2 separate regions of the Capra hircus genome follow, and region 1 is linked to region 2. The links are chromatin contacts, called in public Hi-C maps. All regions are on one chromosome and are shown on one strand. Each heading gives the region's core, a stretch centred on a gene start, on an enhancer-like site or on the middle of the called end of the contact. The rest is flanking DNA. Distances are from core to core; before and after follow the strand shown.

Region 1 (7,734 bases), core at 3,070-5,569, 64 kb before region 2:
GGGGATGGGGATGACACAGGTGCCCTGATACCCAGGGATCACAACCAGCAGGCAAGCGGAGCACAGCTAACCACTGTGGCGGGGAGCAGAGGGCAGCCGGGCACACAGCCCCTTGGGGGCTCAGTCATCAAACTTCCCTTCCCGGATGTGCTCAAAGGAGAAAGGCAGGAACTTGAAGCCAGTCCCGCTGTAGAACTTGTTCTGGAACTCCACCCTGGAGAATGGGAAGAAGAGAGTGTCATTCCACAAAAACTTTGGGACTCTACAGAAAGATGCCTCGACCCCAAGTTCCTCAAGCCCCTTGCTGCCTATGAAGCCGACTTTAGCCTGCTTCCAGCCCGTGATGCCCAGGGCCTGCCCTCAGCAAGGGCGCACCGCACCAATGCATTGATTTGGTCTCAGTTCCTGCTCTGTCCTGCTCAGCGGAAAATGTGTGTATGCCAAACTCTGCAGAAAGCTGCGTGCAAAAACCCTTCAGCTGGCCTGAGCCTCTAACAGTGATGGGGAAGAGTCCCCCAGCACCCCCTCCTGGCAGGGCCTGGTGTGGACCTCCAACGGAAGTGTCCCACGTGGAGTGGTGTGAGCTCGTGTGAGGAACCTTGGCAGGGACCACTGTTCTCTTGTTTGTATCTCTTCTCAGGGGAGGAAGGAGAGGCAAGGGTTGCGAGTGAACAGTGGAGGCTTTCGATTTAGGGGAGGAAATTCCCAGGAAAGGGGGAAGTTAGGAGGGGAAGTCTTCTCAAAGCAATGGCAAAAATATTCTCCAACTACAAAAACATCTGAGAAAGAATTCTTCTCTTGGGGACTGAAAGGAAAAACAGCTTTAGCTCCCTTCCCCAGCAGCTCAGCATCCATCCCTGATGGTCTCCCTGGGCCCTTCGAGCTCTGAGGGGGCAGGAAGGCGTCCACGCCTGGAAGCAGGGCCTGGCTGCAAGCTCACCCTGGACGGCTGCCCAGCGACCAAATCACCACCAAATATGGGCAGAAAAATGCATGATTCAGAGGATAAAAAAGCCAAGGAGAGCTGCCCTGAGGAATAGTTTCCACTCAATGCTGTGTGACCCTGGTGGCCTGGATCCCTGAAGCAGCAGGCCGCGCGGGGCTGAGGCAGGCTGTGGGCAGCGGGCACCAATACACTCTCCACCTTCCTGCTTCTCATTCAGCCTTCCGCCAGGGCATTCTCCCTCCAAGACAAAGCAGGACATCAGTGAAAAGGAGGTGGGAAGGGGACTGTCTGCGGTAGTCGCAAGAGGTCCCCAGAGGCCCCTCAGACCTGGGGAACTGGCTGAGGTCACCAACTGCAGAGGCGCCAGCTCCATCCCCTGGGGAGAGGGGGAACAGGGTTTTCTGTGTGAGCACAAGAGGCAGCCCTTCTCCCTGGATCCCGCATTCCAGGGGCTGATCCCACATTCCAGGGGCTGCGCCAAGGTCCCCAGAGCCTCCTGACCCCTGGAGGAGTCCGGTCAGTGCCTCGGCCATGCCCCCTCAGAGAGCACGGGATCCAGGAGGGGGTGCTTCAAACTGACTCAGTTGCAGGACTCAGCCCCATGTCCCAACACCCCCATGACGAAGGTCCAGCTCCAGATAGCTCCCCTGAGGAATGCGGTGGGGGTGGGGGTGGGTTTCGGCTTCTCCCGGCTCTGAGGACTGAATCCGCCTTGCTGGGTAGGCTGTGTGTGCACAGGCAACAACATTTCATGTCATTCAACCATGTACAGCCAGACCATGGGCAAGCCACCTTGGGGTCTGTGATGCATCTGACCTCTGGCTGACTCATCACACAAACAGTTCTGATCCAAACTGGCTGAAGAGAGAAGCTGCAGATGTGTTCACAGGCCCAAGGGGTCAGAGGCAGAGGCCTCTTGCCATCATCCTGCCTGCTTCATGTGTATCAGGGGACCCAGGCCTGGGAGGGGGGCACACACATTCTACTGTGTGAGCGGATGGGCGGTCCCTCTGACACACCACCTGATGCCCCTTCGCCCACTAGCTGCCACTTAAGGACTTAGGGTGGTGCCCACCGGGGGCACTGTGGGTATTTCAAGGCCAGTGTGGCTCCACTTCTTGGTCGTGCTTGCCCCAACCTCCCAGTACAAAGCTGGAAAGCAGTTTCCTTGCCGGTCTCTCCCCCACACCCCCTGGCCGCAGCCAGGAACTGTGTGCTTCCTGACAAAGTACAGACATGAAGTTCTCTGTGCCGGGGCGCGGCGGGACCTTGCTGGCTGCCCTGTAAGTCCTTCCTCCTTGGGGGCGGGGGTAGGGGGGCTCTGCTTGGGGCGCCTCCAGGGTCTTACCACACCCCAGGTCACTAAAATGCATTTCCAACTCAGCAGCTGCGAGGAGAGCCTCGGGCAGTCGGGCGGGGTTCTGTCACTCTGCCAGCTCCCACACCTGGCAAAGGCCACCTAGTGGCCTGGAAGGACTGACTGGGAGTCCCCGGAGAGAGCACCCCTGCTACGTGACAGAAATCTTGTTTTCTTGAGTGAACGAAGGGAGAAAGCCTGGGCCTCTTCCCTTCCCTGCTGGGGTGTGGCCAGAGGGAGGCGGTTTTAGAAAGACGGTCCTGTCCTGATCTGAGCAGTGCTGGGCCTGCAGCACACCGCCAGCCGATGACCCCCATGCGGGCCCATGAGGTCAGCCCAGGGGGATACATTTCAGGGGTGTTCATTCTCCTGAGCAGCCACTCCCTCAGCCACCCGCGGTGTCTGGCTGTGGTGCCACTGTATTCCTTACAAAGTGGCTCCCAAATCTGCCCCTTTAGCCCCTCGTCTGTGAGTGTGCACATGGAACCTGCTAGGCAGGAAGGGATGAGGTTCCTGTGAAGGTAGGTCATTGGGCAACAAGTTTTCTATTAACATCAATCCAGTGTCCACAGTTCAAACCACAAATCGCACCCCTGCCTTTGCCTTTTCTGAGGAAGAAAAGACCTTTCATTATGGTGGGCAAGAAGGCCACGCGGCACACAGTCGGTGGGGGAAAAGACAGACAGAGGCAACTCAGGAGGAGACAGAATTAGCAGGTAGGTCCATGAATTCACCTGCTGTTTTCACTTGTCCTTCACCTCCTCATGTCCCTACATGACCCTCAGTCTCAAGGTTTATCCTTGTTATCAAGTCAGATGTTTTTCTTCTTGTTCCCACCGAAGAGACCCAGAACTGGTAATGGGGCAGTCCTTGCAGCAGAATCAAGAAAGCCCAGCTGAAGACCGGAGGTAAACTGACAGGTATGAAGATGCCCAGGCTGGAAGCCAGGAAAACATCGCAGCAATGTCCCATCAGCCATTTTCAGCGGGCCCAGCTGTTCCCACCCCTCACAGGATGGTCATAACTCAGAATGCCTGCAGTCCTGCTGGACTGAGATCCTTGGGGCACGTCCACACTCAGCCAGGAGGGGGTGCACGAGCACCAGCTTCATTCACTCCTTCCTAGTGGCAGGGGAAAACAAAGGTCTCCAGGGATGAGATTCTCAAAGGTGCACAAAGGAATCTGCACTGCTGTTTTTTTCTCTCCTATCCAAAATTTCCCCTACCAAACCACCACCACCCTGCAAGTATGATACAGTATTTGATTGGCTTATTCCTTGCAAACTACGTCTGGGAGGCATTCAAGTGGTCTCATGTGCCTCACCCTGGGGTCTCTCTTCTAACAGACTGAAGCAGAGCGCCTATAGGGGCCCCAGCCCTCTGGGCAGGGCAGCCCCATCTGCATTTGCTCTCAGGTTCGATGCACCAGGGCACCAGGACAGTCACTTGGTCTGTGCAGTATTTCCTACTCAACTGCAGCAACCTTGTCACATGGACATTATCCTCTCTTTTTACAGGAGAGAAAGTGAGGTTCAGAGAGGCCAGTGCTGTCCTCAGGGGCGCCCCCAGCCAGTGCCAGCACAGCTGGAATTTAAATTCGGGTCGCCCGATTCTGAAGCCTGCTCACTTGCCACCCGTTACTTCCTCAGGCTCGTTCATGAGGACTTTCACTCAAAGCCCACAGGTGAGTCTGAGGAAGAAGAATCCTTCTGGCAGCAAAGCATGACCTCCAGTCGCCACAGTTCACCCTGGACATCGGGCCCAGGCGGCCCCTCCCTGCTCCATGTGGGCCTGGCTCACTGCTCTGACAGGTCTGCCCCAGCTCCTTGACTGCGCCCCACTGACCTGGGGGTAAGTAATGGGCTCCCCACTAGGGCTGGAGTCCAGGTAGGTTGGTCACTGTTCCCTGGAGCCCAGCGCTCAGAGACCAAGTGAGTCACCACAGGCTGGCAGCACTGGGTGGTGAGGAAGTGTGCTGGGGCGAGCGTGCGCTGATAAGCTGAGAGCAGGTAGTGCGCCAGCAGTCGGGCCACTCGGCCGGGCTAGACTCCTGGCTCCCAGTAAACAACAGCTGGGCGGGGAGGGGACGTGGGGGAGGAGAAAGCACGGTGTCCTGACGCCGATTCTCCTAAAGGAGCTTTTGAGGGAAGAGTCAGACCCGGCCACGGCTCCCCCTCCCATGCCTCACTTTTCCCTCTGTAATTTAGAACAACAAACAGCGGAATCTTTGAGCAGGCTCAGCTGAAAACAAGTCAGGCGAGAAAAAAACAAAGATAAGGGGAGTGGGGAAGAGGTTTCTCAGGTTCAGATTTTAGTTTTCTTCAGGTTTTGAGAAACAACGGAAAGAGTCTCAGCCCTCTCTCCTGACCCTGAGATCATGAACACTACAAATCATCTCATCTCGGGAGCCCAAAGGGAGGGGTAGTGAGAATGTGAGCCCCTAAACTGGCACAACCGTGTGTGCACACGTCAGGTCTAAAGCTTCCAGAGCCGATGGACCCCAAAAGAGAGGGAGAATCAGGACGTAAAGGCAGAAATGGAGATTCAAGGAGGCAGGGTTTGAGGTCAGGTAGCCAGATAAAGTACGGTACGGCCAGTTTTCAATGTAAACATGTCCCATGGACATCTGGGAAATACTAAAAAAAAAAAAAAAAAAAAAAAAAAGGCTCAGTGTTTATCCGAAATCCAAATTTAACTGAGGGCTCTGTAATTTTATTTGTTAAATCTGCCAACCTTACTCTGAAGTTGTGGAGTCACAGTCCAGACCAGACCCCAGCTCTCCACTCCGCAGGACTGAGCCACTTCCATCCACAGCCATTAAGAGCCACAGACAACATTCAAGAAAGAAAACAAACAAATCCAAAACCTGCCCTTCTGATGAGATGGCTTCAGTGTACCAAGCAACATGCTCTGGAACAAGAATCCTCCTACTCACACAGAGCTGCCGGGGTCCTACCTAAAGATACTGGCGCCATGACGGATAAGGGGCAAGACAAGGGCAGAGTGTGCTCCAGAGCCTCCCTGGACTTAGAATCTACTCCACAGCTGCTTTCATTGCTCCGAAGACAGGAAAGAGTTAAACGCCAGTGCAAAACACCCCAAACAAACAAAGACTCCGGAAGATCTCTGAAGCCATAATCAGGACGCTGAAGGAGAAGGCTGAACACAGGAGCGCGACCTGACAGCACGCGACGGGGCCCTCCCTGGAGGCCGGGAAAGGGGCTGTGCTGATCAGAGGACACTCCTGGGGCTCACCGCCACGCACGTCCTTGGGCACGGCCCTGTGCAGGCAGACACTTCCCAGCGTCTTCACAATTTGGAGCAGCGTAAAACCGCCCTCTGTGCAGCTAAGGACACGTTCCCGCCCCAGCCCACGCTGCCCCTCACCAGTGTAACCGCAGCGCATGGAGAAAGGCTGAGAGGCCCTCCATGATCAGGAGGATGGCCACGGTCAGGGTGGCGAAGGCGGCGAAGATGAAGAACAGCGCCAAGCCCCCGGCCAGGCTCTTCACCTTCAGGCCGATGTGGATCACCATGGTCCAAAGCACCTCGGACAACTCTGGGGATGGGGAGAGACAGGACATCGGTTCAGTCGGGCCGGGGGTGCTGCAGGCTATGCACCTCGCTCTGTATCTCTCCACCGCAGTATGCCCTGCTCCCTGGCTTCCTGCGACCTCAACAGCTAACCTGGCAAAAGCATGGATCCTCCCGGCGGGATGTCACTCTCCTGTGATTCGGGAGTCCATAATTCCAGAGCCCTAAGGTCATCTCTATAAGCCCCCACTGTAGGGAGTGCCCAAGCAAGAGGAACAGACATGGCTTCTGACCTGAGAGAAATACACTCACGTGCATGAGCGAGGCTGAGGGCCCAGAGCCGCAGGTAGGAGGCGGTGTTGGAGATGCAGCCCAGGCAGTACTCGATGGTGTGGATGGCCTGGTGCACCATGGTGTCCCCAAAATCAAACTGTCAGGGGAGGAAACCAGACGGCAGAAATGAGGCGGGGAGGGGAGCGTGCAGGGGTCTGAGTGCTGGCATGAATGGTTACCTGGGCCCAAAGCCCCTGGTGCTGAATTCCTGGTGGGGACACTTCAGTGGGGCCACCCCTGGAAATCCTGCCTGGCTGGGCCCGTAGCCGGGCCCCACCCTGTCCCTCAAAACACTACACTGTAATGAACTAAATCTTAATGAGACTCTTCTCAACACATCTGCTTTTTCTCCCCACTAGGCTGTCAGCTCCAGAGTGGGGTGCACGTTGGGGTAAGAGCTGTCTGGCAGCTCCGTTCTGGCTTGACTTCCACCTTGTGGAGCCTGAGAGCAAAGCACCCTGCTCTCAAAGAGCCAGGAGGGCAGGAAGGGCTCTTCCCTGAGATGCATGTCAGGTGACAGGCCACCAGGCTGCAAACTGCCTGGAGGAGACTAAACCTCCGCAGCCCCTTATCTTCCCAACATGTGGGCAGCAGGGTCACTCCCTTCTACTTTAGACACTTCTGAAAAGATCACACAGGGACATTTTGGCAAAGTTTTACAAATTCCTACTCGGGCAGGTGATGAAGGTTTTCCTCACGCTCCCTTTCTTCTGGTTTTCCTTTCAACATCAAAGATTATTTCCAGCATAAGCAGGAGGGGCTGTGGGGAGCTTCCCGTTAGGCCTGCTCAGGGTCCAGCCCTAGGTGTGCTTCCAAGCCTCACTCTCCCACGTGGTGCCACAGCCACTGAAGGCCAGGAGGCAGGCAGCCCCTCCCGACAGGGCCCAGACCAGACCCAGTGAGCAGAGGGCCGCTGCCCAAATCTGCCTTCCAAGCCTGCCTTGCCTGCAGGTCAGAGTCTGTTTTTCACCAGTTTCTTTCCAGATTCACATGACCCCCAAAAGATACCAGAAAGAACTACCTTTAGAAACGGCATGAGGGCAGAAGAGGAGGGCTGGGCTGGCTGGTGAAGCGCTAACAGCCCAGGCCTCACGAGTATGGCCAGTGGTGAGGGGGGCCAGCTCCAATTCGCCATCTCTGGCAATCGCCTCATTTTCCCTCACCCTTATCTATACCGAGAGTATTTCTGGGCTTTTCTTCTGAAATAGGCTCTTGCAAAGTCTTCTAGTTACCCTGAAAACTAGGGTAACCATAGTTACTCCAATCGTGACAATGTTGTTAAGAGCTTTTTGCCACCGCTGCTGGCTGTCGCCCCACAGTCCATGCTCCAAGGAAGGACAGGGTCCCCATCTCCACGGAGTGCAAGGCTTTACTAAGAGCTCTGTGAAAGCAGTGATTCACTCCCAACTTCCTACTTTGTAACCTTGGGCAAGTTTTCATACCTGTATACTGAGGGGTGGGGCGGGGGAGATAGTAAGTGGGGTGAGAATTAAGTAAGGAACTAGCCAAGCAGTTGGGAGTCTGTCACTGCCCATGTGAGTCAGCTACGACTGACTCGGAGCCAC
Region 2 (7,940 bases), core at 871-3,370:
ATACCAGTCTCATAAAATGGGTTAGGAAGGATTCTCTCCTCTTCTCCTTTCTGAAAAAAGACTGGGTAGAGTCAGTGTTAATTCTTTGTATGTTAAGTGGAGTTTCCACTAAAAGCATCTGGACCTGGATATTTCCTTTTTTTAGATTTTAAATTGCAAATTAAACTTCTTTACAGTTATAGAGGTAGCAAAGCTACTTCATGTTAGATGAGTTCTGGTGGTTTGTGTGTGAAATTGGTGTATGGAATATTTACTCAGTCTCAAAATACCACCCTACAAAATACTTATGGATGACAAAGAAGAAAAGACTAACTTTATAATCTGGAGAAGGAAATGGCAACCCACTCCAGTATTCTTGCCTGGAGAATTCCAGGGACAGAGGAGCCTGGTGGGCCACAGTCCACAGGGTCACAAAGAGTCGGACACAACTGAGTGACTAACACTTATACTGGAAAATCGGACCTCACCTTAACTGATCTAGGTTAACACCACAAGCAAAGGGCAAATCAAAATCATGTACCACTTGACAGGATACAATGAAAAGAACACAGCATCCCTTTCATGCTCTTCCTGCCAAAGTTAAAACCCTAAATCCAATCATGGAAAAAAAGCACATCAGAAAGCCCAAACTGAACAATATTCTGCATAATAATTGTCCTGTAATCTTAAAAAATGACAATGTTATGAAAGTCAAATGAGAAATGAGAAACTATTTCTGTGATTCATGGAGACTAAAGAAAGGTGACAAGTAAATTCAAAGTGTGAACTTAGATTGGATCACTAAGTGATAAAGGACACTATTAGGACAAATAATGAAATTTGATAGGTAGCTGAGAACCAGATGGTGGCATGTATTGATATCAATTTCCTGATTTTGATGGCTGTTCTGTGGTTATGTATCAGAATGGCCTTGTTTATAGAAACAAGGTATTTGGGGTTGATGAGACATCATGTTGCCAACTTACTCTCAAATGGTTCCAAAAATATATACAACCTTTTTGGTACTTAGAAATTTTCTGTAAGTTTTAAAACTTTGTAAATTATAAAAATTTCCGGATAGATAGCCTCTTTCTATTTTGCTCACTCTATCAATGAAAAATCAATTAACTACCCAGTTAAGGGAATTTTATTTGAGCCAAACTGAGGACTATAACCCGGGAAAGCAGATTCTCAGAAAGCTTGGAGAAATGTTCTACCTCTTAGAAGCTGAAGGCTTTACATATATTTTTGAGACAAAGTATCATACATCAAAATGACGTACTGATATTTTACATAAAGTTCACCAAGGATACACAGTTCAGGGAAACACCTACAAAGTGGAACAGCAAGTCACCATGACTCCCTACGGAGCTGAGAAAGAACACTGTTCTTTTAAGAAGTTCAAATCATCTTTATGGTTGGAGGCGCTCTGGTTAATGCATAATACAGGTACACACTGCACTTTAGGGAGGGAGGAGGCCCAAACAAACACAGAGACAGAATTTTCTGTTTAATTTTTTTTCTTGTCCTGCTTGAAAATGTAAAGTTTATTTCATTGACTCTAATATTCTAAGACTCAGAAACATTGATGGATATATTTTATATACACTTGTGTTGGGTATCATTGACTCATTTGAAATCTTTATACTTCTCGTGCATTCATTTCCTTGATGAGATTACTAAACACCCAAAGGATGTAATTTTGCTTCTATTACCTTTGTATTTCCTTATTGTATCTAGTAGCTGCTGTTTTTAAAATATTAATTTATTTTTGTGTTTTTTAACCGCACTCTTCAGCATGTCGGATCTTAGTTCCTTGGCCAGAAATCACATGCCCCCTGCAGGGGAAGGGCAGAATCTTAACCACCGGTCCTCTAGGGAAGTCCCTCAAGTAGCTGCTCTTAATAACCACTTGTAAACACTAAAGGTTTTGGAGCATGAATTATCTGAATAGCTGAATTGCTTCTTTCAATTTAAGCCCATGCAGAAAACTTTAAATCAAGTCATATGATGGGTCCAGGAGCCAAGTCTGTGCTGACTGCTCTTTCACACCAATCAGCGGCCCCTGGGATTCACAGAAATCTGCAGCTTGGTGGAAAAATGAGTCATTCCACCAACATGCAGCTGGACTCTCACACCCAGACCACAATGGAAATGTGGAAATCTGAGTGGCACACAAGGAATCTACATACAAACAAGAGTTCACACTCTTCCTGTTCTGTTACATTGGGAAATGGAAACATTGTTTCCTGGGAAACAAGCCAGATTCCACAAATGAAATGGTTTGCTTAAAAATGCACAGCTGCTAAACCCTTACTGTGCTTTATTGAGAGTGTCTTGTTTTAAAGGTCTAGATTTTGTTCCAGCTGCGAAGTTGAAAGGAAGAGGGGTACTAGCGTGTGCAACAGAATGGGTTTAACAGAAAATCTTTTTGAATACGAGTTCTTAACTGGTTCAAGTGCTCCAAAGGGAAAAAGGTTCTGTGCATGTCTTGCCATCAATGGTAGGTCAACCATTCAGATATGTGCCTTTATACAAGAGAATGCATTTCATCCTCAAAACAACCTTAGTATTTATTATGAGAAAGTTCAAATGTAGATGACAGTACAGAATAACATGAAGATTGTCTATGCACCTGTTGCTTGCATCAACAATTATTAATATGTGGCCACCTCATTTCACGTATAGGCCCACCCACTTCCCTCAGGATTATTTCTTATTTTTAAAATAATTTTATGTATTTATTTTTGTGTTGGGTCTTTGTTGCTGCTTGGGCTTTTCTCTAGTTTAAACAGGGGCTCCTCTCTAGTTGTAGTGCGAGGGTGTCCCATTTCAGTGGCTTCTACAATGGCAGGTGGATTCTTTACCACTAAGCCACCGGGGAAGCCCCCCTCAGGATTATTTTAAATGCTGTCTTAGATGTGATCTCATTTCATCTGTAAATACTTCAGTGTGTATCTCTTAAATATAAGGATTATCTTTCAAGCATAACCACAATGACACTGCTGCTGCTGCTGCTACGTCACATCAGTCGTGTCCTACTCTGTGCGACCCCATAGACGGCAGCCCACCAGGCTCCCCCGTCCCTGGGATTCTCCAGGCAAGAACACTGGAGTGGGTTGCCATTTCCTTCTCCAATGCAGGAAAGTGAAAGGTGAAAGTGAAGTCGCTCAGTCGTGTCCGACTCTTATCGACCCCATGGACTGCAGCCCACCAGGCTTCTCCGTCCATGGGAGTTTCCAGGCAAGAGTACTGGAGTGACAATGACACTATCATACCTTAAAATTTAGTAATGATTCCTTGAGGTCAGCAGATACCTAATCAGAGTTCAAATTTCCTGATTGCCTCATAAACCATTTTTGTTTTTGTTTACAATGTGTTCAAATGAGGGCTTCCCTTGTAGCTCAGCTGGTAAAAAATTTGCCTGCAGTGCAGGAGACTCCGGTTCGATTCCTAGGTTGGGAAGATCCTCTGGGGAAGGGATAGGCTACCCACTCCAATATTCTTAGGTTTCCCTGATGGCTCAGCTAGTAAAGAATCAGTATCTAAATAAAGTCCATATACTCTGATTCTTTGCAACCCCATGGCCTATACAGTCCATGGAATTCTCCAGGCCAGAATACTGGAGTGGGTAGCTTTTCCCTTCTCCAGGGGATCTTCCCAACCCTGAGATCGAACCCAAGTCTCCCTCATTGCAGGCAGATTCTTTACCGTCTGAGTCACAAGGGAAGCCCATACTGTAATTAGTTGACTTTTTCTTTTCTTATTTTTTAAAATAAGTTTTTTAAGTATTTAATAAATGCTGAGCTTGTTTTGAGGATGACATGCATTCTCATGTGTATACGCAGATATCTGGTTGACCTACCATTGATGCAAGAAGTGTGCAGAACCCTTTGGTGCACTTGAACCAGTCAAGAACTGGTATTCAAAAAGGTTTTCAACATTAGATTAGTTTCAGGTATACAACATAATATTTGATATTTGTATATATTGTGAAATTATTTCCACAGTCGAGTTAACATTCATCACCATACATAGTTACAGAATTTTTTTTTTCTTGAGAGAAACTTTTGAGATCTACTCTCAGCAACCTTCTTTTTTTTTTTTTTTTTTGGCCACACCAGGTGGCCTGTGGGATTTTAGTTCCCTGACCAGGGATCAAACCTGAGCCCCCTGGATTGGAAGCGCAGAGTCCTGGACCCCTAGGGAAGTCGCTGGGACCTCCAGGGAAGTCCCTCAGTAACTTTCAAATATGCAGTACAGTACTGTTAGCAAGAGAGTGTGTGGTGAGTCTGGTTGCTTACTGCTCAAAAGCCGATAAACAGGCCAGGTTGGTGGAAAGGAAAGTTTGCTTTATTTCGGATGCTGCAAGTGAGGGTTTGGAGGGAGGGTGGCAGACATCTGTCCGAAGGCCGACTCCCACCCCCCAGCAACCAGTGGGGCAAGAGCTTTTATAGACAGAGTGGGGGTTGGGGAGCTACACGTAGAAACAGCACAGTCATCTCTAACAATCATCTTCAAAGTGGTCATCAGTGGTCTGACCAGCATCATCTTGGTGGTTTTAGGTCCAGTTCATCTTCAGTTCCAGGGTCCATTTGTCCCCATTTCTTTGTGACCAATTCTCAGAATTGTGGCAGCTCATGTCCTAGGTATAGTCATCATGTAGTTAGCCTCTCCACCTGGCGTTTCAGCATCTGTAAGACGGCTCACAGGATCTGGCTCAGCATATTATCTGCGGCCCTTGAGAAAGAACTAAAGCTCCTTGACTATGCTTGATGACTCCATTGTTATTATTATCTCCTTTGTTTCCACATTTCTCACTTCTTTGATTAAAGTTTTCCATAGACAAAAGGCAGACAGAAGACATGGTGGGAGGGGGCAAGGACCTTCTCTGTTTCAGTACTATCAAATAGATTTTGAAGTCTCCTTTAATGTGGTTTTTTCCCTCTTTGTCATCACCTCTTTCTCTTCCCCTGCTCCTCGTTCTGTCTCCAGTTTGTCTGTTGGAGAAACTGGGTTGTTTGTCCTGTAGAATGTCCCACCTCTGGTCTTGGCTTATCGCATTCTTAGTGTTGTTTTAATATATTTCCCTGACCTCCATCTTTTCTGAAAACTTGAAGTTAGATCTGGAGTTCCAATCAGATGCAAGTTTGACTGTTTTCCTGCTGGTTTTTGTCAAAAATACTTCATAAGTGTTGGTGTGTACTTCCTATTACATCACACCCCAGACACACAATGTCAGTCCTTTCTCCTTTAAAAAAAAAGAAAAATGATTTGTTTATTTTGGCTGTGCCGGGTCCTCACTGCTGTGCAGGCTTTTCTGTAGTTGTGGGGAGTTAGGGTGCAACTCTCAGTGGCAGTGCAAGGGCTTCTCATGGCAGTGCCTTCTCTCACTGCAGAGCATGGGCTCAGCAGTTCCGGCTCCTGGGCTCTAGGGTACGGGCTCAATGGTTGTGGTGCACAGGCTTAGTTGCTTCTGGACAGGTGGGTTCCTTCTGAATCAGGGATTGAACCAGTGTCTCCTGCATTGGCAGGCAAATTCTTTACCACTGAACCTCTAGGAAAGCCCAGTCCTTTCCTGATTTGTGATGTTATGATTAATGAATGAGGGGTGAGGGGGCATTTTCTTGAATCTTTATTCCATAAATAAAAGAATGGGACTTCCCTGGTGGTCTGGCAGCTAAGACACTGCGCTCTCAATGCACGGGTCTGGGCTCACTCTCTGGTCAGGGAACTAGATCCCGCATGCCAAAAGGAGGACTGAAGATCCTGCCTGCTGCAACTAAGACCCAGGGCAGCCAAATAAATAAAATAAATAAGTTAATATTAAACAAAACAAAAATTATTGAAAAAATCATAAATAAAAGAAGAAACAGACTGTTCTCCCCCACCACCTCTGCCAAAAAAAAAAAAGATTAATGAGTGGGCTTAGGTGTTGTTAGTTTCATAAGGGGCCTCCCACAATTAAGAGTTCTCCATCAGCCTCCGGGCTTCCCTTGTGGCTCAGCTGTAAGTAATCTGCCTACCAATGCAGGAGATGTAGGTTCCATCCCTGGGCTGAGAAGATCCCCTGGAGAAGAAAACAGCAATCCACTGCAGTATTCTTGCCTGGGAAATCCCATGGACAGAGAAGCCTGGTGAGCTACAGTTCATGGGGTCACAAAGAGTGGGACTCGACTTAGTGAATAAAAGCCATGCCACATCAATCTCCACCTAATATTTTTAGCAGGCATTCAGTTCAGTTCAGTTCAGTTCAGTCGCTGAGTCATGTCCGACTCTTTGCAACCCTATGAATCGCAGCACGCCAGGCCTCCCTGTCCATCACCAGCTTCTGGAGTTCACTCAAACTCATGTCCATCGAGTCGGTGATGCCATCCAACCATCTCATCTTCTGTCGTCCCCTTCTCCTCCTGCCCCCAATCCCTCCCAGCATCAGAGTCTTTTTCCGATAAGTCAACTCTTTGCATGAGGTGGCCAAAGTATTGGAGGTTCAGCTTTAGCATCAGTCCTTCCAAAGAACACCCTGGACTGATCTCCTTTAGGATGGACTGGTTGGATCTCCTTGCAGTCCAAGGGACTCTCAAGAGTCTTCTCCAACACCACAATTCAAAAGCATCAATTCTTTGGCACTCAGCCTTCTTCACAATCTAATCTCACATCCATACATGACTACTGGAAAAACCATAGCCTTGACCAGATGGACCTTTGTTGGCAAAGTAATGTCTCTGCTTTCCAATATGCTCTCTATTGGTCATAACTTTCCTTCCAAGGAGTAAGCGTCTTTTAATTTCATGGTGACAATCACCATCTGCAGTGATTTTTTTTTTTATGAAATACACATATAAAATTTAATCCCTTTGGTTTAAAATACATCTTCAATTATACAATTAAAAACAAGACAAAATCAATTTCATAAAACAAAATACAAAATATTATTATATGACCCGTGTCCCATAAGATCTTATCTTAGAAAGCCAGCAATTTAGTTCACATACTTCATTAGAATATTTTAATGGAAGAATGTAACTATCAATCCTATGTATACAAAGAGCCTATTCTACTTCCCTGAACCTAAAGATACCTGCAATTTTTATTTCCGTTACAAAATTACACTCTTTAGTATTTTTATATATTTAAACATGTATAAAAATGTTCCCCATAGTAATACAGTCTCATAAACTCATGAATGCTTTTTAGAACTGTTAGCATACAAGACAATCAAAGCCTGGAGGTTCTGAAACGTGATAAAACAGAAGTCATTTCCTATAGCACAGAGATCTGGAAGCACTCCGTCCCGAGTTGCATCTCCTGGTTCACGGTGACGACAGTACGTGCCGTGATCACTGCGTTTATTCCCGCTGTCGGGGACACCTGACTGATACTAGCAGACACAACAGACGTGAGCTGCAGTAGTGCTTTTTCCTTTACTTCATTTGTTAAACAGGGCAGACATCCAAATAACAACCTTCTCAAGAGTGTGCAGCATCTCTGTCATCTGAGGTTTTGCCATGCTACAGAATGGTGGCTGTGTTCGGGAAAACCCAGAGAAAGCTTGCGAGCAGGATTCACTAAGCACAGCATGGGTGTGCTGGGTGTAGGTGGTCAGAAATAACTTATCCTCTCATCTCAAGAAAGTCCTTAGGGTAGACCTCTTCGCGTCTCCTCACTGTATGTACAGACACCACACGTATATATTATCTATTTATATAGGACAGGTATGTACACATTTACAGACACAGGCCTTCAAGACGTATTGCACTCACACACACGCAGCTTTAGCCTGACGGAGGCACACTGTCACCGTTCGGGTTCTTCATAATAGAGGCAGTTGATATGTTCAAGACAGTCGCAAAGGAAGATTTCGGTAACCTGCCCTGTTGGAGTAAATACTTACTGGGGAATGAGAGGCCGAGGAGAGAGGGCGCCCCCGTCTGGCGGGGGCACCGTGCCCGTGACCTGAG

The links. A called contact is a pair of places that touch in the nucleus more often than the background predicts.
Region 1: a contact with region 2 is called in a Hi-C map of blood, with 3 times the contacts expected there. The contact joins two enhancer-like sites. A contact is called at or near these places in 3 of 5 Hi-C or Micro-C datasets (all in blood).

The regions. Positions count from the first base shown.
Region 1 is chr19:42,246,001-42,253,734 of ARS1.2, reverse strand. It overlaps ATP6V0A1 (V-type proton ATPase 116 kDa subunit a), which reads right to left. Exons shown (of 22, transcript XM_013972159.2): 20 at 6,149-6,266; 21 at 5,690-5,861; 22 at 1-214. The coding sequence ends at 121. It overlaps LOC108638305 (a long non-coding RNA gene), which reads left to right and starts at 222. Exons shown (of 2, transcript XR_001919752.1): 1 at 222-2,824; 2 at 2,921-3,212. Within about 2 kb of position 4,319, at least 4 of the 5 cell types and tissues checked have an H3K27ac peak or open chromatin away from gene starts, as enhancers often do.
Region 2 is chr19:42,179,786-42,187,725 of ARS1.2, reverse strand. No RefSeq gene overlaps it. Among named protein-coding and RNA genes, the nearest start is that of ATP6V0A1, 13 kb to the left of the region's middle. Within about 2 kb of position 2,120, at least 2 of the 5 cell types and tissues checked have an H3K27ac peak or open chromatin away from gene starts, as enhancers often do.